Regions from separate parts of the Sus scrofa genome. Here all the other regions are linked to region 3. The links are chromatin contacts, called in public Hi-C and promoter capture Hi-C maps. All regions are on one chromosome and are shown on one strand. The core of a region is the stretch at or near the end of the contact, and the rest is flanking DNA. Distances in the headings are between cores, read along the strand shown.

Region 1 (2,700 bases), core at 143-2,642, 390 kb after region 3:
TATTTATGGAGAATTTATAAAGAAACAGACACATATGCTATCTTTAACTCTCACATCGATCAGATTTTACAGAAGTTAAGATAAAAGATTTCGCCCAAGGTCACACCTATAGTAAGCAAGCTGAGCAGAATTAAATCCAGGTCCGTCCGCACAAAAAGGTCTAGGGAGAGCTGGTTTAGTAGTAATTTAATAAATAAGGTTAACTTTAAAAAAACTAGGCCTATGGGACAAGGAATGACACTGACTCAGAAACCCGGGTAACACATCTGCAGGCCTGTCAGCTGGAGTTTGAGGAAGTACGACCTTTACTCTAAATCCGCCGGTGCGGTACGACAGCTCTTCTCCGCGTGGGTCAATATACCACTACTCTTGGAGGAAAAGAGGAAATGAGGTTTCCTAATGGCCCAAGACCCTTTCCTGGCCGCAGAAACGGAGAAGGATGAAACCCAGAGGCCTGGTCCGGGTGTGAATGGTGCCTAAGGGATGAGGTGCAACCAAGGTCGCAAAGGGCGCTTGCTTGAAAACTAGGAGTTGATGAAAGATGCTGGAAAAGAAAACGTGAAATGCAAGAAAGAGTACACGGTTTCACTTAAAGGGAAGGGGATGGGGCTGTGGGTGACGCCTCCAGCGGCAGAGTTGTCAGCGGGCCTCTAAACGTCTCTTAGAGGGACGGGGAGGGAAGGACTCGGTGAGAGCCACTCTGGGTTCATTACCTGCTGGGTGGTTGTACAACGGCCTCAATTTTTCAGGCAGTAGGAGCTCCACTTTATCGAGAACCCGGTGGTAGGTGGCTCGCAGGCCCCGGGCGCCGGCGGCTGACATTTCTGCGGACGAGTGATCGTGGGCAGTCGGAGTGAGGGGAGAGTGGCCGCGTGCTCGTCCCTGGCTGACAATGAAGGGCACCTCGTCACTCTCCCCTGCCTCAACGCCTCTCGCCCTCCTCTTCCTCCGGGTGCCCTTCCCGTAGCTCTGCCTGACCTCTTTCCAACTACCCGCGGGCCCGCACCCAGAGAAGGTGGACGGGGCGGAGACACTGCGATGGCCCGCCCCCAGCCCGCCTACTGGCCTCCCACCGCCTAAGAGGAGGAGGGGTCATGGAAACAGGTGGCAAAAGGATTGCCTCACCGAATCAACCTCGCGTCCTACCTGTAGTGCGCTTGCGCAACTAGAACTGTCCGCGGTGATTGGCCAGCCCCGAGGCGCGGGCGGGGTCCAGAGCAAACCTCCAATTTCTCCTTGCTGCCCTGGAGGCCATGTTGGAGAAGGGAAAGTGAAGCTGCACCGCTTCTGATCCCCTTTCACTTTGGTTAAGGAGGCCCCTAGTTAAAATGGGCTTTTCGGGCCTTCCCGTGCCCCGACTAAAGATGACGCCGCACAATTCTCTTGCTTCCTTTGGAATGAGACTCGTGAGCGAAAAACTTCTGATTTCAACTCCTTCTCCCTCTAGTCCTCATTTATCCAAAAAGCATAAAGGATTTGGCTAGAGTGGTCTGAACCCATTTTTCTAGGGTAAGGGCAGCGTTGGCGCACACCTGCCTCAGTCCCCAAGGTGGTCGTTATCTCGCGAGAAGGCTTGGAAGGGAGGGTGTAGAGAACGAGGAGAGGGAGGAGTCGAGGCCGCTTCCGCCTCCTCGGTCTCCTCCTGTTGGAGGGGGGCCGAGGGAGGGGACTGTTGCTGATCTCTGGATGTTCTGGGTAGTCTGAGAGGGAGAGTATGAGGCGAGCTCTGGCCCGGGTGCGGCCAGGCTTCGGGGGCGAAGGCGCGCGGGTCGATCCTGCCGCCGCCATCTAACTCGCTGCGCCCGCGAGGCTCGGCGCGCGGATGGTGCCGGTGCGGCTGGGGTGTTGAGCCGCGTGTCCCCTCCCCTTCCTCCCCTCCCCCACGCGGTGGTCTCCCCTCCTCCCCCGGCCCGGCAGAGCCATGTCTCGGGGTGGTTCCTGCCCACACCTGTTGTGGGACGTGAGGAAAAGGTCTCTCGGGCTGGAGGACCCCTCCCGGCTGCGGAGCCGCTACCTGGGTGAGCAGGGGCCCCGGGGCGGAGGCGCTGAGGTCGCCGCCCAGAGGTGGGGGAGGGGGCCGCGCCGCGGGGGCTGTTGGAGGTGGGATAGCGCCTGGTAGGGGTCCCCCGGAGACTCAGGGATGCTGGGTGGACCTCGGCCGTCGGATTCTGCGCCCGTGTCCTCCCACGGCCAAGCCTCCCCTTTGCATGCTGCCAGCCGCCGCCCTTGCTGGGTTTTCCTCGGGGGGTCGGACCGGGGGCAGACAGTAGTGGCTAAGGTTGGTGTTAGGGTGGCTTCTGGAGTGGGACTCGGGAGAAGACTTGTCGAACCTCCCGGTGCTGCAGCGTTTAGAGCAAAAGTTGGCGCTTTAGCTCTTCTCCAGCGCTGTCCTCGCTCCGCCGAAGGACCTAAGTTTGTGTTGACCGCCGCTCCCCTACAGTCTCGGGAGGGCTTAGGTGTCGCCAGTGATGCGTTGACCACCCTCGGGGACTTTACGCTCCAAACAGACTCTATGTAAACTGTCCTGCGGCTCCGAGCCAAACCTAAAAGTGATAGCTGAGCTCTCCCCACCCCCGCGCGCATTCCCAGTTGGACTCTGGTGTTCAGTCGTTTTGACCGCTTTAAGGAGGTGTAGGATTTCACGTTCCCATTCCCCCCCTGTGAAACACACTTGGCATTTACTGTTTCTTAGTTAAGCTT
Region 2 (2,700 bases), core at 62-2,561, 440 kb before region 3:
GTGATGCCCAGGATGGTGGCTTCACAACTGGTCAGTGGTGGTGCTCTGTGCCTCCCCAGAGATGCCTTCCTGGACCACTCTATCCAAAGGAGCACCTACCCTGGCTGTGCCAGGTCTCGGCATGCGACACTGTTTTCTCTCTTCAAAGATTTAACCACTATATAAAACTAATTTTTGCTACTAAAACTTTGTCCATGCCATTCCCTCTGTAATTTCTTCCCCTACAGTCACATCTGCTCTTATAGTTCAACATGTACCTTAAAGACATATATTATCTGTTCTTTGATAAAGCCTTTCCTAACTTCTTCAGTCAAAAGGGCGCTTTCCCTCCTTTGAACTTACATAGTACTCTGGATCTCTCTTAGGACACTAACTACATTCTGCCTTGTACTTGAGTTATTTTTGGTTCATGTCTCAGCCCTCCTAATAAACTATGAGCTCATTCATTTATTCAGCCAATTATCAATGATACTCTGTGCCAGGCATTTCTCCACCTAGCTGGGAAGAAACATTATTTTACACATGTAATTATGTGTCTTACTAACTTTGGTCAAGTAAAGAACCTGACACATAGTAGATATCAGTAGATATTTGTAAATGGGTAGACAAATGGATCAATGCATGGGCAGAGGAATGGGGTCCTTATAGAATGTGCGGAGTGAGGGAGTGAACTAATGGGTTATTGGGCTTTGTTTCCATCATAATGATGGTGGAGTAGGGTGAGTTATGCACTCATTTGAGGTTTTGAATCTTTTGGAATGCTTATATCACCCAGGGTTGCCAACTGACCATCACCGTGGGGTAGGGGGATGGGGCAGGGGTCGTGGAGCACAACAGCCCAGTTCACTATCCAGAGTCATCTCTGTTCAAGGAAATGGAGCCCTGGTCACAAGCAATGACTGCCCTTTAGTCGCACCAGGGTGCTCTCCCAACGTCTATCAGAGGACCCTCTCATTCCATATATCTGCTGCTTTACCCCATCCCCCTCTAGGCTGAAGTTCCCTTTATTTCATTCTTCTAGATCCTTGGCTTTAGATTATCTTCTGGAAGCACTCTGAATAGGCAGCCCCAGGCAGGAAAGTATGGAGAGTGAGCCCAAAGCAAAGATTTCTTTAGGCCTCTCCATCCACGAAGCATGAACTTTGCCAACCCTGCTGTTCAGTGTCATTGTCCAGATTATCAGCCTGGAGAGAAAGAGTTAAGTGGGGCCTGCTTTGGGGTCTGGGTCCTGAGCCTGCATTCCTTCCTCCCAGAGATCTGCCAGGCTGTGGGGCCAGAGGCTAAATTTAGAAGGTAGCTAAGGTTTCCTGTGAACAGCTGTCCTGCCCCTCAGAGAAGGAGCACTGGAGAGAGAAGGGAGGTCAGAGCTTCTGGCCGTTTCGTCTGGGTCCCTCAGTCACTGGGTGACTGCCCCTCGGTGTGGAGATACCAGCAGAGCGGTGGTGAGTGTGTGTCTCCCCTCATTTTGTCCTGTGAGCCCAGCACCTGAACACAAAGGGGCAGCAGATCTGCCCTGAGTGTCAGGGCCCAGCCATGTCTGGGACCAGCTCCTGGGGATATCATGTTCCTTAAAGGGATGTGAGATGGTGCCTGAGCCACAGGAAGTGGCTCCAGGCCTTGGTTAGGGTCGCTGAAAAAGGCACCTCCCGCAGTAAGGACAAAAGTGGTGTGTGTGTGTGTGTGTGTGTGTAAGAGAGAAAGAGAGAGTGCACCCAGGAGGTTCAACAAAAAGATCTTTCTGGTCTGGGGAATTCACTGTTTTTCAGCTTTAGTTATGCTCAAGGCAAACTTCTGTTTCCCCTCGCTGCTTTCTTGCCGGCACCTATGGAAGCCACCAAGTTGTCACTTCTTAAATCTTGTGACTCCAAGATGGGCTATTTACATGGCCGGGGCGTAAGTCTTGGTGTCCTGATAACGGTAGCTGGACGAACTCTGACTGGGTTTTCCTCATGGGTTACTTTCCTATTAACATGTGGCGGCTTTCCCAGTCCTTGTCCCACTGAAGTGACATCACTGAACACACCCTTCCCTACCCCCCTACACACAAAACCTCCATAAATAGATTTTCTAACTGTCTTTTTCATGCCAAACCTACAGACGCTGACAGATTGTCATGGCGACCAGTGGGGACCCAGAAGAGGAGCAGGTGGTCCCAAGTGAAGAGGATGAAGCTGACGTGAGGGCTGTGCAGGCTCGGTACCTCCGGAGCCCCTCTCCTAGCCAGTAAGTGTACTTGCTCAGCTCCAAACCCCTCCAGCCATGGCAGAGGTGGAATAGGGAGCATGATGACAAGTGGGACCCTCCTCTTGAAGTTCACCCATTCAGCAAACATTGATGAGCACTTTTTATGTGTCATACTTTCTGGAGGAGGCAAACATGCAAACAGACCCATTAAAATATGACATGGTAAGTGCCAGAATTACCATGCCGAGGATCTAGTGCGTGGTGGGCCAGGGAAAGGAAGACCTGGGCTTAGAAGGATCATAGGAGGCTTCCTGGAAGAGATGACGCTGAACTTGAACCTCAAAGGATGAGTAGGAGTCTGGCAGTTCTCCCTGGAGGGTAGAGCTTGATTTCCTAGGACTGAGGCTGGAAATGGGGATGGTAGACCATAGGTCATAGATAAGAGAAGGCATCAGGATAGGAAGAGGCCCAGAAGACATCAGATCCTAGTACTAAGATAATTCTGTATCCGTGATC
Region 3 (2,700 bases), core at 87-2,586:
CTGGCTTTGGGCAAGTTACATAACCTAAAATTCAAGTTCTTCATCTGCAGCATGGGGATGGTAATACCCACTTCAAAGCGTTATTAAAGGAGACGATGAATGGAAGATGAATGAAAAGGTCAGCCTGGAACAAGGTTATATCAAACCTTATATTAAATATAAGGTTTCTTTCATCTTATCATTATCAACAGTGTTAACCTCTGGAGTTCTCATTGTGGCTCAGCAGTAACCAACCCAACCAGTATCCATGAAGACGTGGGTTCAATCCCTGGCCCCACTCAATGGGTTAAGGATCCGGGTTGCAGTGAGCTGTGGTGTAGGTCACAGATGCAGCTTGGATCTGGTGTTGCTGTGGTGTAGACTGGCAGCTGCAGACCCCTAGCCTGGGAACCTCCATATGCCGCGGGTGCACCCCTAAAAAGACCAAAAAAAAAAAAAAAGACTGCAATAATCATACACAATGTTGTATTTACTTCTTGCTGCTGAAGGGAAAATTCTTAATTCAAAGGAGGGATAAGAAAGAGAAATCCCAAAGCCAGTTATACTAAGTGCTAAACTACCCAAAAGTCTCCACACCCTGTAAAACTTTTAATAAGAGTTCAGTGAGACACCGTAACCCAAAACGACCCCAGGTGAGAAGTCCTCCAGGTGCTGGTAGAGAATTCACTAGAAGTGCATTGCGCAGTGGCGAGGGCGTGTGTGAAATTCCTGATATTTAGCTGCCCAGCAATAGAAAAGCTGCAATGCTCGCCTAGCCAGCTCGGGAAAGAAGAGGTAGGTTTGGCCTACGTTCAAATTCTTATCTCTACGAGGCCGGCTCTCCTTCCTCAACAGAATTTAAGCGACAGTCAAAAGGCTCGCGCTTCGGCCCGCGGTGCCACACGGCCCCTCCCGCTCACCTGCAAGTTGCCTACTGATTGCTGCAACGGGCTAAGATAGAAGTACAGGACGCCGGTGCCCTTGCCTGGGGGGCCGTCGCTGAGAGATAAGACGTCGGCAAAGGGCCTGCCCCGCACCCCCTCCTGCGTGGAGATGGTGGCCAGCGCGCCCCAGTCGCAGAGGTTCGTCACGAAGCGGGCCACAAGCGCCGCATTCTCGCGGGGCGGGAGCGGCGGCAGCAGCCCGGTGGCGTCCCAGTGCCCGTGGCCCTGGCCGCTTCGGCCACGCGCTGGTGTCACCAACAAGGCCACCAGCGCGGGAGCCAGCAGGAAGGCGAGCACGGCGCGCGCAGACCCGCGGGCACGACCATCCATGTCCGCGACTCCAGCAAAAGTTCCGCGTCCGGGGCCTACCGGGTCCCAAGACTAGGCGTGCGCGCCCGGGCCCCGCCCATCGCGGGGCAAACCGATCCTGCCCCTTCCGAAGAGGACCAATGGGAGTACGGGGGTGATGGGCGGAGAGGGCGTGTCCCTCGGCCCGCCCCCGCAACGTGCTGCGAGGAAGCTGTTTACCCACCTTCCTGCAGCTCCGCCCCGCCGCTCTGACAGGATTGCGAAATCTTCCTAAAGGGGGTGGTCGTTTTGGACCGAGGAAAAGCAGAGGCTTAGAGAAATTAAGCAGCTTGCCTAAGTCATATTCCTAGGAAAGGACCAGTCTCTTCACACACACCCCCTTCCTTTAATACCTTTGGATTTGGCTACCTGGCATCTGAGAGGAAATGCTGTGTTTTCTTCACATGCTCCTCTTGTCTGTTTACTTCACTGTCTGGTTACTCCACTATAAAGAGTAAAGACCAAAGAGCAGCAAGGGTCCCAGGGGGAAAACAGAAGCCCCAAAGTTTAACACCTCAATAACTTATTACTCCTGGCCCGGGAGTCCCTCAGAGATACCAGGGGATTGTCAGGATTCCATGCACGTATTTGAACTCATTGAAACCAGTTGTGGACCGTGGTTATAAGGCTCGGGGACTGTGGTTTCACAGATGTCTTGCTTTTGCTCATCCCTCACCTCATGTACGTGGCGTTTCCCTTTGCTCCTCCTAAGAAAGTCTCTTCCGTTTTTCCAGGGGTGCCTCCTCTTTCTGATACTCTGGCAATTGGCAAGTAGGCTCATACCACCTGATGTGCCCGCCTTATAATTATAAGCTTTAATCACACCTCCTCATAGCGAATCCTCATTATTTTGACCTGGCCTCACGCCCCTACTTTAATCATTGTTATAAAGGCCAGTGTGGTGGTGCTGGGGCAGGAGGTTGTCAGTTTCTAAACCTGGCTCTGGTATAAGCAGCCTTCAGAGGCTGAGGTGTTCAACAAAGGTGAAGTAACTTGGGGCCCCGGACCAGTCACCTGAGCAGGCAGGTGTGGGCCACAGGTGTGTGAACTGAAGCCCCGCCTCCATTTCCGGTCTCCAACTCGGCTTCCCCACATTGAGCCTGGAAGGTTCTCAGGCTACTCAGCCAGAACTTGGGTACATGGAGTTCCCGTCGTGGCGCAGTGGTTAACGAATCCGACTAGGAACCATGAGGTTGCGGGTTCGGTCCCTGCCCTTGCTCAGTGGGTTAACGATCCGGCGTTGCCATGAGCTGTGGTGTAGGTTGCAGACGCGGCTCGGATCCCGCGTTGCTGTGGCTCTGGTGTAGGCCGGAGGCTACAGCTCCGATTTGACCCCTAGCCTGGGAACCTCCATATGCCGCGGGAGCGGCCCAAGAAATAGCAACAACAACAAAAAAGACAAAAGACAAAAAAAAAAAAAGAAAGAAAA

The links. Promoter capture Hi-C pulls out the DNA fragments that hold promoters and counts their contacts. Hi-C and Micro-C count contacts between places; a contact is called where the count stands out from the background.
Region 1: a contact with region 3 is called in a Hi-C map of liver, with 5 times the contacts expected there. The contact joins the promoter of MPC2 here to the promoter of CREG1 in region 3. A contact is called at or near these places in 1 of 47 Hi-C or Micro-C datasets (liver) and 1 of 2 datasets of contacts at active chromatin or transcription factors (alveolar macrophages).
Region 2: a contact with region 3 is called in a promoter capture Hi-C map of fetal skeletal muscle, with 4 times the contacts expected there. The contact joins the promoter of DUSP27 here to the promoter of CREG1 in region 3. A contact is called at or near these places in 1 of 5 promoter capture datasets (fetal skeletal muscle) and 1 of 2 datasets of contacts at active chromatin or transcription factors (skeletal muscle).

The regions. Positions count from the first base shown.
Region 1 is chr4:83,068,606-83,071,305 of Sscrofa11.1, reverse strand. MPC2 (mitochondrial pyruvate carrier 2) reads right to left here and starts at 1,392. Exons shown (of 6, transcript XM_003355070.4): 1 at 1,147-1,392; 2 at 714-824. The coding sequence starts at 822. It overlaps DCAF6 (DDB1- and CUL4-associated factor 6), which reads left to right and starts at 1,588. Exons shown (of 19, transcript XM_021089469.1): 1 at 1,588-2,018. The coding sequence starts at 1,922. MIR9810 (microRNA 9810) reads right to left here and starts at 943; the gene lies at 849-943.
Region 2 is chr4:83,900,924-83,903,623 of Sscrofa11.1, reverse strand. It overlaps DUSP27 (inactive dual specificity phosphatase 27), which reads left to right and starts at 1,311. Exons shown (of 6, transcript XM_003355072.4): 1 at 1,311-1,442; 2 at 2,098-2,223. The coding sequence starts at 2,114.
Region 3 is chr4:83,456,994-83,459,693 of Sscrofa11.1, reverse strand. CREG1 (protein CREG1) reads right to left here and starts at 1,336. Exons shown (of 4, transcript XM_001928982.4): 1 at 900-1,336. The coding sequence starts at 1,253. LOC110260300 (a long non-coding RNA gene) reads left to right here and starts at 2,649. Exons shown (of 3, transcript XR_002343362.1): 1 at 2,649-2,700.